2 separate regions of the Sus scrofa genome follow, and region 2 is linked to region 1. Evidence: chromatin contacts called from public Hi-C data. All regions are on one chromosome and are shown on one strand. Each heading gives the region's core, a stretch centred on a gene start, on an enhancer-like site or on the middle of the called end of the contact. The rest is flanking DNA. Distances are from core to core; before and after follow the strand shown. Region 1 has its middle 52 kb from the start of NLK. Region 2 overlaps NLK (serine/threonine-protein kinase NLK).

Evidence for each region. Hi-C and Micro-C count contacts between places; a contact is called where the count stands out from the background.
Region 2: a contact with region 1 is called in a Hi-C map of liver, with 2.1 times the contacts expected there. The contact joins two enhancer-like sites. A contact is called at or near these places in 4 of 47 Hi-C or Micro-C datasets (liver and skeletal muscle).

The regions. Positions count from the first base shown.
Region 1 is chr12:44,348,393-44,354,508 of Sscrofa11.1, reverse strand. No RefSeq gene overlaps it. Among named protein-coding and RNA genes, the nearest start is that of NLK, 52 kb to the left of the region's middle. Within about 2 kb of position 3,513, at least 6 of the 83 cell types and tissues checked have an H3K27ac peak or open chromatin away from gene starts, as enhancers often do. A contact at or near this core is called in liver, where this site is marked.
Region 2 is chr12:44,533,146-44,539,261 of Sscrofa11.1, reverse strand. NLK (serine/threonine-protein kinase NLK) reads right to left here. Exons shown (of 11, transcript XM_021067474.1): 7 at 3,929-4,030. Among named protein-coding and RNA genes, the nearest start is that of TMEM97, 68 kb to the left of the region's middle. Within about 2 kb of position 2,986, at least 5 of the 83 cell types and tissues checked have an H3K27ac peak or open chromatin away from gene starts, as enhancers often do. A contact at or near this core is called in liver, where this site is marked.

The DNA.
Region 1 (6,116 bases), core at 2,264-4,763:
TGCTCTTTGCTGAGGACCATAGTCTGGGGAGTATGGCTGTTTGGTGTGTCTACATTGTTCTTGCCCCAGGCTGTGGGTGATGGAGTGGCAGCTTTGAAATTCTGAACCCTCGTTACTTCTTCCAGGTGCACTCAAAGTACAGCAGTTAGGAAGAGTTCCGGTTAATCGGTCTCCGAGCAAGTGCAAGGCTTCACCAGCACCTAATCTGCTTTGTCAAATGATCCCATGGGACAGGTGCTCCTCTAGCCTCCACCTCAGGGCTCAGTGCTCACAAGATCTCTGGAGTCAGTATTCTGCACAGCGAACACAGCAGTAGCAGTTTAAATTGCTTTCAGTCGGGAGAGGGGCTTCTTGCTTTGATTGGGGGTTCAGAGCAAATGCCCCTTTTGTGCTCTCCTGTGACACTGACTCTGATAGAAAGTTAAACATTCTTTCTTCCCTGTAAATTAGCTGAAGTGACAGAAATCCTGGGTCAAATGGGCTTAAACAATCGGTAATTTTACTATTGTTCATAACTGAAGTTCCACTGGCTTTGGGGTTGGTTGGTTTAGAGGCTTGGCCTACGCCACAGCCACAGTAATGCAGGATCTGAGCTGCGTCTGTGACCTACACCACAGCTCTCTGCACAGATCCTTAAATTCTCTGATCAAGGCCAGGGATCGAACCCACGTCCTCACGGATACTAGCCGAGTTCGTTACTGCTGAGCCACGACAGCAACTCTGGAATAGCATGTTTTTTGTTTTTTGGTTTTTTTTTTGTCTTTTGTCTTTTTTGTTGTTGCTATTTCTTGGGCCGCTCCCGCGGCATATGGAGGTTCCCAGGCTAGGGGTTGAATCGGAGCTGTAGCCACCGGCCTACACCAGAGCCACAGCAACGCGGGATCTGAGCCGCGTCTGCAACCTACACCACAGCTCACGGCAATGCCGGATCGTTAACTCACTGAGCAAGGGCAGGGACCGAACCCGCAACCTAGTCGGATTCGTTAACCACTGCGCCACGATGGGAACTCCTGGAATAGCATGTTTTTATGTGAACACTTGGTGCGAATAGGGAGGCAAGATGGGCTTTTTACCTTTCCAGAAAGTTTTCCAGAGGAAGGCAGGCATACATTGAGACTTGGAGAATGAATAAGACTTAGGAGGAAGAGGGAAAATTGTTCCAAAAGGTGGAAATAGTATGTGCAAAGGCTGGAGACATGAGCGGGCCATGTTGCATTCTAGAAACTACAGTAGTTTAATATTTGGCAGGAGAGGGAGTGGCAAGAAAAGAAGCAGGAGGGGTGGCTGGGGTGACCAGCCTGAAGGGCACTGGGTGCCAAGATCAGGGTTCGAATTCCTTGCTGGTGAACGTGGTGAGCACAGGTGGGTTCGGAGGGATTTTAAGCAGAGTGGTAACACGACCGTGTTTTGTGTTTCTGTAAGCTCATTCTGACTGTAGTCTGGAAAACAGGCAGAAGCGAGCAAGACTGGAGGCTGGGAGACCACTTAGGAGCCTGTTGTTCAGCCAGAGGAAGCTGGTGGTCTCAACAAAGCTGCTTCTGGGGGGGCTGGAGAAGAGAGAACGCAAGGGACAGGTTGCATGTGCACGAGGGCGGTGGTGAGGGACATGGACAAGACCCAGATGCTCCCTGTGTTTGTGACTTGAGCCGGTGGCGGATGGTGGAGACATTCACTGAATAGGAAACAGGAGGAAATGCAGTTGGGGGCAAGAAGAGGTCAGAGCAAGATGATGAGCTCATAGGTTCAGAATTGGCCAGACTGTGATCTAATTTGGGCTCCTTTGGGTCTTGGTGTCCCCATTTCTTGTGCCTTCCCTGGAAGCTCAAAACCTCCACAACCTTCCCATGAGAACTATGAGGCTGGGCCTAAGGGCTCCAAGATCTCGGTGGAAATGGGAAGATGTAGTTGGAGAATGGATGACACCCAGGCATAAAATTTTTGGTCCACTGCGTCAAAGACTCTCTAAAACAATGCAACCACGGATTCTGTCTCTTCGCATACCAGGATATGGAAGCTTTGCAGGAAAACCAAGTTGTATTATAATTATAGGCTTTTAAGTAAGCATCGTGAGTGACATTTAGCCCCAAACAATGAGATGTTGAAGACCTTAGTGCTTTTCCTCCCGTTCATGGAGTAAAATCAGACTCAGCAGAATTCAGGGTCTTTTAAACAGATTTGGAATGTGACTCTGAGCCAGGGTGCCTGCCACTTTACAGAGTAAATTATCAAGGCAATAAGAGGCTGGAACTTCAGCCTGGGGAAGTGGTTAATTGCTTTGCCCTCTAGTTATTGTTCTGGTCCTCTGTTTACTGTAGAGGGTAGCCTTTCAAGAGAGGGGCTATAAATTTCATGGCAGGGGGAACCAACGTGGGGATACGGTCGAGGTAGGAAAGGCAAGCAGTGATTGATGCTGAGGTTAATTATCAATCCTGGGAAATAGGTACCTTTTTTAAGCAGTGCTGTCTCGCTTCCTTCCCTTTTGGCTTCTTCTTGTGTTCTCACTTCCCCTCCCTGGCTCATACAGACACGCGTTTACCCATCAGCCAGGCACACACTCAGGAAAACCTCATCCGGCCATTGCTTTAAATGGATGTTTGCATGCAAGGTCCGTAGGCATGGATCTTATTAATCTAGGTCCTTAAAAAGAGGATGCCTGGGGAGTTCCCATCGTGGCTCAGCGGAAATGAATCTGACTAGCCTCCATGAGGACACAGGTTCGATCCCTGGCCTTGCTCAGTGGGTTAAGGATCCGGCATGGCCGTGAGCTGTGGTGTGGGTCGCAGACGTGGCTTGGATATGGTGTGCCTGTGGCTCTGGTGTAGGTCGATGGCTACAGCTCCGATTCGACCCCTAGTCTGGAAACCTCCATATGCCGCAGGTGCGGCCCAAAAAAAAAAGGAAAGAAAGAAAGGAAGAAAGAAAAGAGGATGCCTGGTTTGAAGGAGCAAATGTCAGGAGGAAGCAGATGACTGTATTGATTTCGTATACCTCTCACGCCTGCCCCACTCTGTCCTGGGATTCTTGCTGTTGTCACTATTTCTCGATCTCTTGTCCTGGGTGTTAAGCTGGACAGAATGTACCAGTTCTGAGAAGCTGACAGGCAAAGGCTGGCAGCATTCACATGACTTCGGCTGTTGGGGCGGAGGCGGAGGTGGCTGCTGCCGCTGCTGCTGCGGGTGTTACCTGGTGGGTGGGGTGGTGGAGAGACAGGTGGGTTCTTTCGCACGCCGAGTGTTTGTGAAGGCGTTTTGTGCTCAGGCGCTGTTTGTGTCTTTGCCTTGCAAGCTGTTGGATGCCTCTGCTCCGACAGAGGCCAGTTCCCCATCCAGAGGCTCTGCTTAAGTACTGCCTTAGGAAGTGTCACCTGGGCCCTCTCTCCAGCATGTCCTCCCTGGCAGGGAGCAGGCGTGCAGACAGCCAGGACTCTTCTGACAGCGCGGGCACCAGGAGCCAGGGACCGAGCCACGCCTGAAGGCCAGGGATCCAGTCAAGGGCAGTCAGTTCTGGGCTGGGCTGGCAGCTGGGTCCAGAGTCCAGGGGTCAGAGAGGTGGCCAGAGGGTCCCGCCGGCAGTGGGAGTGGGAGTTCTGCTCCATGGGCCCAGACCACGTGCTGCTGGCCCCATTGGCACTGCCCGTGGAGTGGGTGGTTATAGCCAGCAGGCTGGTGATCTGCCGCTGAAGCACGTCTGATTCAGGGGAGGCTGGAGGTACCAGAACAGCATTTCCCAAAGTCCGTTCCACTGGACATGAATGCTGTGAAACCTAAAAAGGATGAAAGCATTCTGGGGTTAGAGAAATGGAAGAAACACTGAGTTAAAAAGAAATAAATCGCTTTACTGAAAAACTGTTCAAACTTAAAATTTGCTGAAGTGTGGCAAACTTTTAGGCAGAAATTAGAATATACAGTGTTTTCCAGAACTATTTGACTCTGGAAACTTTCCTTGGTATAGCATCTCTTGGGGCAAGGGTGCCCTCAGACATGCTTAGGGAAACACTCCCTGTGCCTTCCTTGCATCCTGAGTTTATGTGACCGGGCTGGATGCTGAGAGCCTGGTACCTGGCCGGTGGATTTTTGAATCCAGCCTTTGGTGGGGCTACTCTAGGCTTTCTCACCATATCAGTCAATGACTATGTCGGAGAGCGTCTTCTGGGAACCCAGACCTCTTAGTATTAAAACAAGACTGAAAATCTCAGGCGGCTTTGCTCAGAAGCGCAAAGGGGACTTCAGGTAGTGAAGCAGGCGGGGTAGCGAAGAGCCGCCAGCCTGTCGTGGTGGTGGTGGTGGTGGCGGTGGCGCTGGTGGTGAGTGACCTCAGCCTTGAACAGCAGAGAGAGCAGAGTTTGTGTGAAGATGAGTCAGCCAAGGGGGTGAGGTCAACATCGCAGGGCTGGGTCAAAGGGAACAGGATGGCATAGTGGTAGCAAACTGGGTTCAAGAATTGGAGAGACCTCCCATCCTGGCTCGAGTCCTCACTGGATGTGGAATCCAGGCCAGTTTCTTAATCACACGGAGCCTGTTTTCGTATCTATAAAATGGGGTTAATACTAGTACCTCCCTCCCAGGGTATGTGTGGGAAATAAATGAGACAGTACCTGTTAATCACTTCCCAGATAACCAGCTACAAGTTGGGAGCTCAATGCATGTTTTTTCGTTTTGTTTTTGTTTTTTTAAAGATCTGACATGGGGAGTTCCCACTGTGGTGCAGCAAGTTAAGGATCCAGCCTTTTCACTGCAGCAGTATGGGTTGCTGCTGTGGTGTAGGTTCGGTCCCTGGCCTGGGAACTTCCACATGCCGGGGGGTATAGCCAAAAAAAAAAAAAAAAAAAAAAGTTCTGATGTGGGAACAAATATGTCAGCTGACAAAAGGGACCAAGGAATGAGTGTCCACTGCTGTGCCAGGAAGGCACAGGGACAGGGTGGGTAAGTGGACGGGGGATGGACGGACGCTGGAAGGATGCAGTTACCTTGGTGCATCCAGCATGACTGAGTTGAAGGAAGGAGAGAGGTGTCAGGTAGAATTAGAATTAGTTTTCTGCTTCTGAAACTTGGGCTGACTTGGCTTTGCTCTGACCGGTCAGTGTACAGATGGGAAGAAACCACCCACACAGGCAGTTCGCTCTGACCTGTGCCATTTGGAGTCTAGACTCCCTTGACATGCCAGGCTGGTCATGCAACTGGCCTGGGGGCTGGGAGCTGGATCCCTGCCACCAGAAGCCTGGCATCAACTCATCAGAGGGAAAGAAAAGGTCAACGGCATTTGGGGATGCCTGGAACTTAGTGACCCGAGCTATAAGGTCACCTACGCAACCCTCTGGCTGTCCAGTCCCACCTCCAGAGGTGAGTCACATCTGGGGGTAGGGGCAGTAATGAGCAGCTGCTTCTCCCCCTCTCTGTGTGCAGCGCTGCCTCCAGGATGGGCACAGGCAATTTGAGGAAATATTCTGAGGATTTAAGGTGAGGCCTGAATGTGGTGAAGCTGCTCACACCACATGAAGGGAAACAGAGGAACCGCTGGCTTGTGAGTGGTTAAAGCCACACCCGGCCCATTTCAAAGAGCATCTGGGACTTCCTATCGTGGCTCGGTGGCAATGAACCCAACTAGGATCCATGAGGACACAGGTTCGATCCCTGGCCTCCCTCAGTGGGTTAAGGATCCATACGCTGCCGTGTAAGCCCCAGACACAGCTGGGATCCTGTGTGGCTGTGGCTGTGGCTGTGGCCAGCAGATGCATCTCCTCACCTGGGAACCTCCATGTGCCATGGGTACAGCCCTCAAAAGACAAAAGACAACAACAACAACAGCCAGAAAGAGCGTTCTTCGTGGAGTGGAAAGCTTCCCGGCCAGTCCCTGCCTGGTTCTTTGAGGGGCGGCAGGTGAGTGAGGGGCTGGCAAGTCTGTTTAGTGGAGTTTACCGAGTGACATTGTGCAGGCCCTGGAGAGGGTTCTTTCTTGGTTGGAGGATGTGGGTCCAGCAGTACTTAAACCAGAAACAGCAGCAATAGCCAACTTACTGTGTATGAGCTTCCTACGCACTAACTCAACACTACGGGGAAGTTTTCTCATTGGCCTCATTCTGCAGACGGGGAAACTGAGCCAAGGACAGGTTGAATCAC
Region 2 (6,116 bases), core at 1,737-4,236, 190 kb before region 1:
GAGCAAGGGCAGGGACCGAACCCGCAACCTCATGGTTCCTAGTCGGATTCGTTAACCACTGCGCCACGACGGGAACTCCTATCCATTCTAACTGTAACAGTTTGCATGGAGTTTGCAACTCCTAGTCCATCCCACTCCCTCCCCCTTCCCCTTGGTGCCCACAAGTCTGTTGCTACGTCTGAGTCTGTTTCTGTTCATTTGTGCCATATTTTAGATTCTGCATTTAAGTTCTATCATGTTATTTGTTTTTCTCTTTCTGACCTACTTTCCTTAGTATGATAATCTCTGGTTGCATCCATGTTGCTGCAAATGGCATTATTTTGTTTTTATGGCCGAGCAGTATTCCACTGTATATATGTACACATTTTCTTCATCCATTCATCTGTCGATGGACATTTAGGTTGTTTGCATGTCTTGGCCATTGTGAATAGGGCTGATATGAACATGCAGATGTATGTATCTTTTTGAATTATAGTTTTGTCTGGATATATGCCCAAGAGTGGGATTGCTGGATCATATGGTAGTTCTATATTTAGTTTTCTGAGGAAACTCTATACTGTTTTCCATAGTGGTTGTACCAATTTATGCTCCCACCAAAGTGTAGGACAGTTCCAAGAAGTTTGAATTGAATGAACTCTGTAGCATACTCTGATTCTCTTAACTGTAAGATAAGGTCTCTGTTAGGAGACAAGACTATTTCTACCTCAGTGAAAGTATTTTACCTATTTCTGACACAACTAGCTGAGAATAGTTAAGTAAAAATGAAGATCTACATCTTATAAAAGATGAACAAAGCAACTAAGGGCTGAAAATAGACTTTTCAATTTTATTAACAGGGCCATGCCTCAACAGGTATCTGTCTTAATAGACACCCGGGCCATGGCAGCTAAGATTCCCTTCATCCAAGATTTTGAGTTGCAGAAAAGAGACAAATTAAAAAAGGAGTTCCCGTCGTGGCGCAATGGTTAACGAATCCGACTAGGAACCATGAGGTTGCGGATTCGATCCCTGGCCTTGCTCAGTGGGTTAAGGATCCGGTGCTGCCGTGAGCTATGGTGTAGGTTGCAGACTCGGCTCGGATCCAGTGTTGCTGTGGCTGTGGTGTAGGCTGGTGGCTACAGCTCCAATTAGACCCTAGCCCAGGATCCTCCATATGCCGCAGGAGAAGCCCTAGAAAAGACAAAAAAAAAACCAAAAACCATACAGTTTTTTTGTCTGCCCATCATTTCCTGACCTTTAGGGAAACATTCCCTTTCTAGCTCTCAAATCAAGAGGTTTGGCTGGGCTTGATTTCAATCTCCCAGCTCTAAGAATGGGCACCTGACCCAGGCTTGGCCAATCAGATGATATATTACTAGTTCCAGGATGGAAACATGGCCTAAAACAGGTTGGGAACAGCCAATGGAATGGCTAACCTACCAAGACCCCCAAGTCCTTTATCCTTTATCTACTTTTATTATATGGGATAGAAGAGACACATTTTTAAAGCCTGTCTTGCATCTGGGAGGCCACATTATCACACAGTTCTGGATAATGACATACAAGTAGAGGTCTGGTAGGCAGGCTTCTAGGAAAACTTTTGCTTTCCTGATAAAGGGAATAGATACTGCTAGTGCTCCCTCATTCCTCATTTTCCTGCTTTGAATATGGATATGATTTCTGGACAAGCCATTTTGTGACCACGAAGCAATAAGCAAGAGAGTATGATCAACATTCTAAAGATGGCAGAGCAGAAAGGAAGGAAAAAAATTAGATCTTCCATGCCGTAATTGAGGTGCTATGCCACCATCAGACTGCCTACCTCTGGGTCTTCATGATATGAGGAAAAAATAAACTTCTATTTCTTTAAGCTATTATAAGCAAGGTTTTCTACGACTCATAACAAAACACATTCCTAACTGAATCAGAAGGCTTCAAGATATTTTTCTGGATCTATTTGGGAAAGCTCTTTCCTGAAGGATTGATATGCTAATACAATATAGGCTTAGACTGCTAGTTCCATTTTTGCAAAACACATGGGGGAAAGCTGGTCTGAAAATGAAGCCAATACACAGGGAAACAGAACATAAGAGAGTCAGATTCCTGGCACAAAACATCACGTGACTACCTGAATCTGGCAGAGCCTGAAGTCAGTGGTAGCTCAAGACTTTTCAGTGATAAGAGCCAGTAAGTTCCTTTTTTGCTTAAGTCAGGTTTTGGGTCCCCCCCCCCTTTTTTTCCTTAGATGTGTCTGTGGCATGCAGAAGTTCCTGGGCCAGGGACTGAACCTGAGTCATGGCAATAACAATGAGTTCTTAACTGCTAGGCCACCAGGGAACTTCATGCTTAAGTCAGTTTTAACTTAAACTAGAAAGAGTCCTGAGTGATATACCACATGGAAGTATATATGTCAATCAACCAACATTAAGTATATTGAGGCAGTAATCTGTGACCTTAAGAAGACAGCCAATTAGGGTCTCCTTCTGTGTATGTATATTTATATTTTTTAAAAGGTTCCAACAAATAGAACATATGTTTCTGTCTATATGAATGTATGTAAATAAATACATAGAAAAATGTCTGGAAAGATATTCTCAAATTAAACCAAAAGACACTAGGATGGCATGTGAGGGGTAGCTAAGGATGTCTAACTCTTTGTAAAATTTTTATTTTATAGGTACTCACGTAGTATTTGCACATATACAAATGAATTTTTTAAAAAAATCTGCTTTGAAGGTACATGTGCCAGGTATTGATAAATTAGCATTCCCGATACTGACCAATAAATTGAACATAAAAGATCTTGTTCATTTCTTCTATTAATATAGAACCTTCCTCTAGGTGAGCTTTACTGTGCTCTTCTCCGGGTGTCAGGGCCCATGTTATTTCATGTGTATAAACTAAATGCAATAGAAGGATATGACCAGCAGGGGGCTATATAAACACCAGCACCTCCATCTCTAGTAGTAAATCTACACTTACTGGTTCGGGCTGGTTTTAGAAGATAACGCGTTTGACCCAATGCCCTTTTTGCCTGTGTAAATATAAACTCTGGACTCATATGAGAATCACAGAGAGGGAACGACAAGGGAAAGGCAAGGCCTTGACCAATTGGCTGGTGGGTGATTTGAGAGAAGTGTCAAACTTGGTCTGTCCTTTGGTCCAAAAATTAGATCGACCAGATCTAATGATCAAGCAGATTATCTAAATGCCCAGTTTAAAAGAAAGCAAGGCAAAGCCCAGGAGAGTTCGTTGCCAAGTCTTCTTGTTCAAACCCTCTCTTGTCTATTTTGGTTTGTTGATCCTAGAAAAGCACTCCCCTTACTCTTCACATCATTAAGCTGTTTTGTCCAAGGGAGATTAGGAAAGTGCTTCTAAAAAATGCTGTTAAATCAACAGGATGGAGGTAATAACCATTTTGTCTTTCTCAGCAGTGACTTGGCTGGTGGCAAGTAATACTGATCAGTGCAAATCTGGCAATGCTTTCATACTTCTAACAACATTCACATCTGATTCTGTGTTTGTGGCAAGAGTGCAACAGAAACAGCTTCACCTTTCTGGCTGGAATAAGAGATACCAGGTATTTTGGCTCAGTATACGGAAAGGATACCTTGATATACATGCATGAGGTTGTGGCACTGAGGTCAAAGCTCTACCCCCAATAACTTCCCCCAGACACATCAAAAACCAGGAGACAAAAGCCAGGGGTCATTTATTAGCAAAGGGGCTACAAAATATTTACTTTCTTCTACAGCACTGGGAATCACTATATTTAATTTGGTTTGACAAATATTTTAACATTTTCTTACTTATGGCCGTAACATCAAAAAATAAATAAAACCTACAAGTAATGTTTTTGTTTAAAGATTCTCACTTCATTATTCAGTTGGCGGGAAGCTCTGCCCAAACAGATGGTTACCAAATACAGAGCCCCTCCCTCTGCTTTTACCTGTTTATGAGGACCCCTGAGTATGTGTGCCTTAGCGCCTTCACAAGCCGTCCTCATTGCTTCCAGCGATGGTGTGCCCAAGAGATCTGTGATCAAATCCAACTACGAGGAAACATGAAATACAGACGGAGGGTAAGCGCACGGAAACAACTTCTCATTACCCTTAAAGCCTGAGAGATGAGGACCAAATTTTGGGGGGAAAACCTTAAGGCAAATTCCAGATTAATTGGTAGAAGCCCCTACTCTCACTTTCTAGGCTATTAAAAAAAAAAAAAAGAAATGTTTACTATGAATCCATGTGATAAAAGTATAGAAAACAGGGAGTTCCTGTTGTGGCTCAGTGATAATGAACCTGACTAGAATCCATGAGGATGAGGGTTCAATCCCTGACCTTGCTCAGTGGGTTAAGGACCTAGCATTGCTGTGAACTGTGGTGTAGGTCAAAGATGCGCTTGGACCTGGTGTTGCTGTGGCTTCGGTGTAAGCCAGCAGCTGCAGCTCTGATTCAACCCCCTAGCCTGGGAACTTCCATATGCCATAGGTGTGGCCTAAAAAAAAAAAAAAAAAATACCCTTTACATTCTAGTTTTGCTAGAAATCTCTTATGCTGGAGAAAACTGTGGTACTCAGAAAACTATGACACTGCATAAGGCCACATCTAATTAGTCACCACAACAACAGAGACCAGTAACAATGGTCTCACAAAGAAGTCTTTGTAGGTAGCAAACTACCTTAACAATTTTCTGTAGTGCTATCATTGTTCTAACTTCATAACCCAATTAGCAATAACATTTCATTTGGATTCCTCCAGGAAAGAAAATTTTTACCCAGAGAATACTGCTTTTCCTGATTCTGGGGCTGCCAAATATAAAGCACTATTTTTTGCACTTAACTAAACCATGGGGTAGCCATCAGCATCACTGCCCTCCAGGATAATGGAGACACTCAAGTAGCTATTTTTGCACAGAATTAAAGATCTCTACACAAAGCTTTTTGGGAAAAGTGTCCTGGCAGTACTCTTGGACCTCTAAAAAGAGCAGAAGGGAATGACTGGCTCATGAAAACAAATGGACATACTGCGAGAGTTGTCTAAAATGGGTTAGTTCCATGGATGAGTAACATCTTTATGAAGTCTACTGCTATTACAGTACACAGGGTATTTATTTCTCAAAAGTAAAGAGGAAATGCTAAAGAAAACACCTATTTCCATTTAGAAGTTAGACTCTATTCCTATTTTAGATCTTGATTTCTCACCCCAAAATACACTGATGACAGAAAGATGTGAGTTCTCCTTTAGTGGCTACATCAGATTGGCAAATTCAAGACCTATGTATTTCTCTAGAAAATGAGATATCTGAATCCTGTTCCAGTTGCTTCACACTTGCCTTAGACATTCTTTCAGCAGCAACCCAAGATCCTTGTTCAATATATAGGATTTGAATAATATCTTTTTACTTAAGCGATTCTATATGGCAGCTACATCTGTCCAGATATGACAGACTGTCTTACATACAGCTAAGTCTGTTAAACTTTACTTTCCAAAGAAACTGAATAGTAAAATGGATACTGTCAACAAATAGTATCAAAAATTAGATTACATATGATACTTTTTTTAAATCACCAGGATCAATTTTAAAAGATGGAAACTAAAAAAAAAAAAAAAAAAAAAAAATGACTTTGAATGTACAGCACAGAAATAAATTTAAGTGTTGATCAGAGCATATAGCTTCTATTGTATCAGTTAACAATTCTTGGTAGATAAGAACATACAGAAAATGATTCCATTTTTCGTCAAGTGCATGAGTTATTTAAAAAGATACACAGTACTGAGAGTGATCTTTAAAATTGTGATTAATCAAATCGTGACACTCCCTTGCTTAAAACCTCATACAGGAGTTCCCGTTGTGGCGCAGTGGTTAACGAATCCGACCAGGAACCATGAGGTTGCAGGTTCAATCCCTGCCCTTGCTCAGTGGGTTACTGATCCGGCGCTGCTGTGAGCTGTGGTGTAGGTTGCAGACGCAGCTCGGATCCTGCGCTGCTGTGGCTCTGGTGTAGGCTGGTAGCTGCAGCTCCGATTAGACCCCTAGCCTGGGAACCTACATATGCCGCAGGAGCGGCCCAAGAAATGGCAAAAAGACAAAAAAAAAAAAAAAAAAAAAAAAAAAAAAAAAACCAAGAAAAACCTC